Regions from separate parts of the Callithrix jacchus genome. Here region 1 is linked to region 2. The links are chromatin contacts, called in public Hi-C maps. All regions are on one chromosome and are shown on one strand. The core of a region is the stretch at or near the end of the contact, and the rest is flanking DNA. Distances in the headings are between cores, read along the strand shown.

The links. A called contact is a pair of places that touch in the nucleus more often than the background predicts.
Region 1: a contact with region 2 is called in a Hi-C map of skeletal muscle, with 7 times the contacts expected there. The contact joins two enhancer-like sites. A contact is called at or near these places in 2 of 3 Hi-C or Micro-C datasets (induced pluripotent stem cells and skeletal muscle).

Annotation. Positions count from the first base shown.
Region 1 is chr6:139,513,334-139,517,944 of calJac240_pri, forward strand. All of the region lies in intron 1 of LOC103793942 (a long non-coding RNA gene), which reads right to left. Among named protein-coding and RNA genes, the nearest start is that of TNS1, 330 kb to the right of the region's middle. Within about 2 kb of position 2,933, at least 4 of the 16 cell types and tissues checked have an H3K27ac peak or open chromatin away from gene starts, as enhancers often do. A contact at or near this core is called in skeletal muscle, where this site is marked.
Region 2 is chr6:139,300,613-139,305,170 of calJac240_pri, forward strand. No RefSeq gene overlaps it. Among named protein-coding and RNA genes, the nearest start is that of TNS1, 540 kb to the right of the region's middle. Within about 2 kb of position 1,294, at least 7 of the 16 cell types and tissues checked have an H3K27ac peak or open chromatin away from gene starts, as enhancers often do. A contact at or near this core is called in skeletal muscle, where this site is marked.

The DNA.
Region 1 (4,611 bases), core at 1,683-4,182, 210 kb after region 2:
AACTGCCATCATCACCATGCCTTCAAACTCACATTCCAGGATAGGCATGGACCACACATGTCCCAAAGCCACATCTGCTAATCCACAGATTCACACATCACATTGCAGGAACTCAATTACCTGGTGACTAAAGTCAAGCTCAAGAATCTCGTCTCCTCCACATTCAGCAGATTCGCTCCTCCTCATTCAACAAACTTCCTCATTCCTCTGCTTCTCTAGGAACTTATAGGTCCCCCCAGACCTCCATAACACCTAGGAGAGTTAGATGTCATTACTCCCATTTTATAGAAAAATAAATCAAGGTTCAGAAAGATTGAGCGATTTGACCAGGTCCACACATCAGGCTGGAGGCTGCCTGCTGAGATCCAAATTCATCTCTGTTGACAATCTATGCTCTGTCTAGCAACGACAGGCTGTAACACAGGTGACTTACACAAGATTACACAATGGTTCAATAGGGTTAGGAAAGAGAAAGGACAGGGCCAGAGGAAAAGAATAGCAGAGATGAGCTAAGAAGGTAGCCTTATTGTCAGGGTAGAGTTGACGTTTTACCTAACAGGCATGTAACTATGGCAGTTTTTTAAGCAGAAAAGCAGAACTAGGGGGAGGAAGAAATAAGTAGAAAAAATTCTCCAAAAATCATGTGTCTAGGTCCCTACCTCCAGTAAAGGTGACCCAGAATGGGTGGGATGGTTTCTCAGGAATCTAAGCTACTCTATGCCTGTGTGGTATGAAACCCCATTTATATGCATTAAGTTTTCCCCAGAGTCTCCCTGCCATAGGCCCTCCCTGTCTCCAGCTGCCCCAGGACAGCAGGGCTGCAGCAATGGCTTGGTGAGAAGCTCTGGTTTCTAGCACAAAGCTTTGCACTCCCCCTGGACAGTTAGCCCTGACACAGTGCATAACTGCGGTTTCTATGGGAAAGCCCCTGGCTACCCACACCAGGCCGTGAATGTAGGATGAATCCCACAAAATCTCTCATCTGAACATGCATTAGGACTCAAATCCTGGGCTGATCCTGGCAGGGCTGGGCCTTCAGGCACAGATTAGCACAGAAACCCCAGGAACTCAAAGCACCATAGCTGGGAAGCCAGCATCCCCAGGCTCTCACTGGCCAAGTCAGATCTCTCTTCCCAGAAACCTTCTCATGGTGAATGGGACACTATGACCAGGAGTCAGGAAACCTGGGTTCTTGTTCCAGACCAGTCACCAACCAGCTCTGGGGCCTTGAGCAAATCACTGGCCTTTGCCAGGTCTCCACTTTCTCATCTCAGGAATGCACCGCCAGCCCTCCCTACTCTGCAGGACTCTTTGGAAGAACATGTAAGAGTACGGATGAGGAAATCATAGCCAACTTCCTGCTTGGTGGGATGCCTGGAGAAGACCCAGAAATGACAGATCAATAGATAGACAGACAGACAAACAGATCATCTCCCAGATTTCCAGGAACAGTCCAGATGGCAGATGATCTTCCTCAGTTTACTCATAAGCATAGTCATACTTTCAAGGTGGTGTGTCCTAATTTATTGTGAGATAATAGAGATGATAATCCAATCCCAGGGAGATGGGTAGAGCCCAGAGGAGGGACTAAGGGTGTGCACTCAGCCATCACAACTCTACCTCTGCTGAGCTGTGCAATCTTGGACCAGTTATACAGTGTCTCTGGGCCTCAATGTCATCATCTGTAAAATGAGACTATTAATAGTTTTACCCACTTGTGGGTACATAGTACCTAGCACATGCTTAGCCCTCAATGAATGGTAGTTGGTGATGTCAAAAAGGAATGCTGACTTCCAAGCTCTATCCGTGTCTCTCTGTCCTTCCACTCCTCCCCATCCCACACATCCAAAGTATATCTTGTAAGTGTGACCCTGCATGTGCCTTGAAGGGTTTGGCTCTTTCTTTTTCCTATGCCCTCCTCCTGCAGAAGAGCAGACCTGCTGAGGTGACCAGCACAGAAACAGAGCATGTGCCAACTCCTAAGTGCCGGGGCTATAAATGGCTACTAGAGAGACAGAGCAGGGAGCACAGCCCTGGAGGAGTGCACTGTCTCCCCAGCATCCAACAAGGAACTTCTTGGTGTGGAGCTCTGGGGGGGTCACAGTTGCTGACTGTCACTCCCACTGACTTATACCACTGTCTATGCCATTTGTCAGCATGCAGGATGCCCTCACGTGGCTTCATCTGACTCTCTCAAGCCCTGGGGAACAAAGCTGCACCCTCCACATGAGAACAACCAGCTGAATGCACAGAGTCTGATGAGATTCATAGCTGGAGCTCTCATCAGTCACCACCCCACCACCCTGCAAAGTTCTATTCTTCAATTCGACCAACTAACTTGTAACTGAGGACAGAGCTCAAACATGGAACCAGGAAAGGTCAAGGTTCCAAGCCACCTTCAAGACCAACTGATCCAATAACTTTATTGTCCTGATGGGAAAAGCTAATCCCAGCGAGTGGACTTTCCGAAGTTCATACAGTTGGCAGAGTGGCTCAAGGATCTAGGAGTAGCTAAGGCATCTTCACTCCCTTCATCTGGGAGAAAACGGACCCACAAAGAGGGGGAGGTCTGCTGGTGGCGGGAAGTAACACCGATTGCATTTCCCAGGCTTCACAAGGGGTAGAGTGAGCACTGGACTGAGGGTTAGAAGACCCGGGTCCCCCACATGTCTCTGCCTCAAATCAGCTGCGGCCCCATGAGCTGTGTCTCTTCCCCTCTCTTTGGGTTGCAGTTCCCTCTTATAGAATGGAGCCTCCCATCTGCCTCTTGGAATGGGTTCAAGAAGCAGATGAATATGTGTTTTGAAAATCCTAAGGCTCTGCATATATACAACCAAATTCTGCCCATCTACACAGCCACTTTTAGCCATTGTCCCCGAGGCTCTAGAAGCCAGCAGAGGGGAGTGTTAGGTGAGCTCTCTGAACACATCCAAGCCTGGGGGGCTTCCCTCCGCAAAGGGGGCCCAGAGCACCAGGCTAAATCCATGTCATTGAAGCAGCGCTCAGGTTGTGTCTAAGTAGCTTTGATTTTAAAAGATTAGGAGGGAGGCCAGGTGGAAAGAAAAGCTGATGAGGCAGCAAAGTCCTGCCCATAGTACCACACTGCCCTCTGCAGGGCGACTGTGAGAAGGCACCACGGCTGGCCTCGGTCAGGTTAATTGCGACTGCCCAGGGTCACAGATCGAGTCCCCTTCCTCCACGCCGTGCAAGCCCTCTCCAGCTGGAAACAGGGATGGGGGGCTGCACCCACCCTCAGCAATCTGCTCTGTCTTCAAGCAGCACAGGCTTTTCTCAGTGCCTGGCCCGAATATTCCTCTTGTCCTGACGCCCACCACCTGCCAACCTGCCCTCCGAGGAGCCGGCCTTAGTGTCTCTTGCTTCTGACTCTAAAACCAGTATTTAGAAGTTTGGCTCCTTCCTATCTCCCTGTACCCTCTCTTCTCAAGAAGAAGGAGGTTTCTCCATACTCTGGATATATTTCAGTCCTTGGAGAAGCCCCCACACTGAAGAAGATATGTCCTGCCTGAATCAAGGGACAAGCCAGGGTCCTGAGGGTCTCAGTGATGAACCGAAAAGTCTATGACTTTCACAAACATCAGATTCAGTCTCCACAAATGATCTGGGATTGGCAGGGAACACTCAGGGACCAGAGGCTGCCCATGGCAACCAGGAATGTCCTCAAAGGCCCTCGTGGCATCAGACCTTCCCCCTTCTCCATCCTCTCCCTGGCTGTGCTGTTCAGAGTGGGGCACTCTGCAGCTGGCTGACCAATCTCCAGGCGTGGGCTCAGGCCACGGTCCCTGTGTGCCCTGTGCAGACCCAGGGAGCCACTGCAGCCGGCCTGGCCATGTGACGTGGGTGATTCACACATGCAGACGCCCAGACCAGCTTCTCCTTTCTTCCTCTCCCAGGCCATTACAAAAGGCACAGTCTCAGCACAGAGCTGCATTGTTCCCAGGGTCAGCAGAGGCTGGAATCTGAGGGAAATTAGGAAGACAGGGAGCCGGACGTAGGGTGGTTTTCCATGCAGCGTATGCACCTCATGCAGGCCAAGCCCACTTCCTGTCTTGGCTCCAGCTCTGAAGTTCAAGTTTACATCTCCCTCCTTTAGAACCAACTTTGGTTTGGGGTGTTAAGCTTCTTTAATTTTCCACTCTCTGCACATGTGCATTTCTCTGAAAAATATGCAGGTGCTGTCCCTTTTTTCTCTCCAAGGCACATCATTCTTTAGAGACTGCAATATAAATTTGCTGTCCAGCAACCTTTGTCTTTGGGGGCATGCTTTATCCTTTGTCTTCTGCTCTCTACCCCTGACAAGACATGAAGCACAGACAGGCAGGTGTGTGATCAGAGGCAGACGTGGGCAAGGCCAGGACTGTGGGGTGCAACATGGGTGAATGGAAGTGAGAGGAGGCTGCCTCCTCTGTCAGCAGTGGTGGCAGGGGCTGGGGGATCAGGACATTTGGCCATGACTGGGACAGTCAAGGATTTGGGAAATTATTTCAATTTTCCTATTCTCTAATTATGAAAATCTTAGACTCTGGGTAGGCAAAAATAATTTCCTGGTAAATAAACACTTGGAATCAGAAGAGCTTTTGGCAGCCCGGTGAT
Region 2 (4,558 bases), core at 44-2,543:
TTCCACCCATGACTCTCCTTATTGTAGTTACAGATTTACATTGAAATATATCCAATGCTCACACTCAGTCCATTCTCCAGAGTTCCTCCAGTCTGGGTCCTCTCTTGGTTAAATGATGCTTATTCTATAATAGGGCAATTAAAGTTGGATAGTGATTGCAGTGTTCTCTGGGGTTTTGCACATAGAAAACAGCTTGATACTTGAAGCTTAGCTCATCTACATGAACCTATTCTACACTTCCTTTCGTTTCCAGAAAATGTGACCGTGCTGTTCTCTTACTTTATATGAGAAGTCTGGTCTGATTTTCTTTCCCATGTAAGTGATTTGATATTTTTTGCCTGGAAATGTAGAAACTGTTTTTCTTTATCTTTAAATTATAGTATTTTCCTAGTATATGTCTTGGACGTCACCATTCCAAGCTGATTTTTCTAGATACACTGAGGAGCCTTTAAAGATGCAGATTCAAGTCTTCTGTTAATTTCAGACATTCCTCTTAGTTTATAGTTTTAAATACTAGTGGTTTTCCATTGGAATGGCTTTCTTCCATTGATTATTTTCTCTCAGATCTCTTTTGCTTTGTTCCTTATTTTATTTTTATTCCCTTGCCTTTTTTCACGGCTTTCCTGTTTCATATTTTCAGTTAAATCTCTTATTCCATGGGCATTTATAATTTGACCTTTATTTTTAATGTGATTTTGTCTTTTCTTCCCCTATCTTTCCTGAGTTCACTCAATTCTTATTTCACATTTTCCTGAAAATAGGGTTTTTTACAAAATAATAGGGATTTTTGGCCTATTTCTTTATAAAACTTAGAACTTATGATTTAAGGTTTTTGTCTGCTACTTTCAAATGCTTGTTTTAGGTGTAGGTGTTATGTTAAAGTTTCCTTCTGCCTCCTTTTGATTTATGTAGAAGAATTTTCATCTGCTGGAATGTTTTAATTCTTGTGGGGGTTTTTTTGTTGTTGTTATTGGCTTTGCATGAGTGTCGTCTGCCATTTTCTGTCCGTTTTTAGATGTTTAAATACACAGTTGGAGGTAGGCGCAGTCATGGCGTTTGGATGACTGACCATGTTTCTTAGTTCAAGGGCACCCTCTTCTGTCAACATGGGAAAGTGCAGTTTCTTACTGACGGCAGCTTTTGTGGGGGAGGGGTTGGTGTATCTTCCGAGCTTTGAGATTTACTTTTGCTTGGCAGGACACTCTTCCTTCGTTCTTCCCCTCGCTAAGACACCTCTGAAGCCCTGATGCCACACGGCCCCTCTCCTCTAGAACTGGTGCCCTTTCCCCAGGCCAGCCCAGCCCCACAGGCAGCCAAACTTTCCCTTTCATTCCCGTCCTGGAGCAGCGCCCTCAGTCTACCTGGCCTCTGAATTGTTGCAGCTATTTCTCAAGCAGGTGCAAACTTCTCTTTCTGGAAGCTATTTTATCTGTGGTTTTCAAGATGGTAAGGTCCCCAGGCACCTTTCTCCTTTCCATACAATCTTCAGGGTGATTCTTTGCTCCCCCTTGTACTCTGAAGACCACCTTGAGCCTGGGAGTTTACTGCCTTATCTATAAGTAATTTCAAGTTTGGACTATTTTCTCTCTCTCTCTTAGTAATATTGTATGTGTGTGTATATTGTTATGTTTTATTGTCTGTGTGTGTGTGTTGTATGTTTTATTGTCTCTGTGTGTGGGTGCATATATGTATATATAGACAGAGAGAGAGCATCTGGAATCTAGAAGTTAAGTTATAGACTCAGGAAATTCTTAAAACCGTTTTGAACATAAGATAAACTACAGTTTAGGATGATCCATAAAGGCTCACTAGAGTCTGGTCTCCCAGCTTCCAGGCCAGTTTCACTCCTAATACTCCCTGTGCCCCTGGACAAGTTGTTCAACTTCTCTGGAGGCCAGTTTTCTCTCTTGGTGGAAAACTATCCGCAAGTGTCTTTCCAGTCATATTCCACATGCTTTAGACCATGCCTCTGCCGTCATGGCTCCCCTCTCCATAGAATACACACAAATGAAACTAACCTGCGTCATATAACTCAGGCCTCAGCATCACAAAGTCAGTAAGTTCTGTGTTAACTGACTTATTTTTAGTTAATACATATGAACTTGTTTTTCTGGCTGTTTTAAAGAGAATTGGGGTCTCTGTTCATTCGATCAGTAGCCCTCTAGGGGATGGGGGTTCAGTTGGGAGCTGCCACATGTCTGCGTTGGGTTTTATTTTTTTACAAGGCCAAAATGTTCTCTCTAGAACTCACAGTCCTCACGAAGTCCAGAAAGAAGCCAAGTGCCCTTACCTCCTCCCCTCTTCTCCATGTTCCTCTGGACTCAGGGTCCTACCTCTAGACAACTCCTCACAACATGAAATATCACCACTCCTAGAGGAGACCATTATTTCAAATAAGTCAAAACAGGGAAGGAACAGGGGAATTACAAGGGTAAATGTGAAAATATTCAGGGTCACCATAACCGCTCTTGCTCAATAATGTGAATTTATGTAGCATTCTCAGTTTTCATGTGCTTAAAATAACAATACATACTCCCTACCCATTGTGGCTAAAAAGGCAATGTCGCAGATGATTCATCCCAAAAGGGCCCTCCAAAGGTCATCCTGGCAATGCCCTTGCCTTGCTTTGAAATGACTCTTGCCTGTTATAAATAGATGCAAATATTGAGTGGGTAGGGAGATTCTCCTGTTCTTAAAGCTATCAAGGTCAGGAGATAGATCTGCCCCCTCAGTCACCTGCTCACAGGTTCCCACCACTTTTGACATTCAGGAAGCCAAGAAGAGATCAACTTCCTTTATCAGTATCCAATCTCCAACACTATTCATTTGATTACCATATCCTGTTGTCACTCGTAGTTTCTCTTTCTCTGCATCTGCATCCGGAATACTGGCAGCAATGATGACAACAACAGCAGATCAGCATAAAACCAAACACACATGCATGCATGCACACACATATGCATACACACACATGCATGCACACACATATGCATACACACACATGCATGCACACACATATGCATACACACATGCATGCACACACATATGCATACACGCACATGCATGCACACGCATGCATACACATGCACACACATGTGTGTGCACACATGCATACACACATAAACACATGCATACACACCTACACGTGCAAACACAGATACACACATTCATATATGCATGTATACACAAAAACTCATGCATACACACACACACAATGCACATCCATATACACACACGCATACATCCAAACACACATACGCACACATACACACACACACACAAAATAGGTAAAGCGTCAGAGGAAAGAAGAAGATTGTTGAACTGAAAAGTATCCTTAGAGAAAGAATTGGGAGGCCAGAGGCAGAAAAGAATAGACTTGCATAGCCCCTTAGCACTCCAAAATATTGCAGAGTTTCCTCATCTATTTTCATTTTCTCCCCTAGAGTCAAGAAGACTCTTTCTGATTCTGTCAAATCTCCCTTGCCAACCTCTTTGTATAAGAAAACAGAACAACATTCAGACATAAATCTGACCCTTAATTCTCCTGCTTAGACTCCTTCACTGGTGTTGCCTGTCTAAGCCCAGCTAAGTCACCTAGATAAATAGTTACTTTACCAAGTGGAACATGTCAAGTGTGATAAGAAATGCAGGAACTCAGTGAAAGGAGAAATTAATTCCAATGGGAGAGATCCAGGGAGAGTTCCACTGAGAAGGTGGGATTATACAGAACCCCAGAGGAGACATGGAGGTGGGAAGGAAGCAGTGAATGCACTGGGCTGTGATGAAGCATGCATATTGGGAGGCGGCAGGATGTACTGTCATCAGAGAGGAGGCTGGGGCCATGTCAGGGAGCACCTGAAATGTCACATTTTTTGTATCCTTGAAACACTTTTTTGGCTTCACTTTTCTAATGTCTCCACATTTGTGATCCAGAGTGGTTATTATATGCCGCAAGCCTGGTCATGTTGGATGCATGAACATGTGTAGCTTTTAAAGTGCTTTGAATTAATAGATTAAAATAACAAAAACAGTCCACCTTTGGAAGTAATACGCTTAATGTGCTCTGTGTAAACTTGGAGTGAACTAGTCCTGATAGCTTCCTGTGGCTCAAAATGTTAACCTGCCTCAAAGAAATACTAACTGGCTCGCTTGAAGATGGGCATGGTAGTTTCTATGTGGGGATTAGAACACCAGGAAGGTCCTTGCAGAAAGACAGATAACATAGCCATTGTAAAACATTGTATCTAGTCCACAAATGGTCATCCTAAAGAAGCTTTTAAGCCAATTTATGACCTTAGAACTACTTTGAACTCAAGTAGGAGAGCTAGTACAGTATAATCATCAACTCAAGCACCAGGTAAAAAATGGCAGAAATAAGACTCAAATCCAGGTTTAACTTGGGTGTGACCTGGGCAGTTAGAGCACTTCAAGTCTCTGTGCCCTTGTCTGTATATTAGAGACACAAAGAATAGCTACCCCTTAGAGTGACTTTGAGGGTTAAATGTGGTAATAGACACAGAGCTTTTAGCACCATCCCTAGCACATAAAAGCTCCTCAA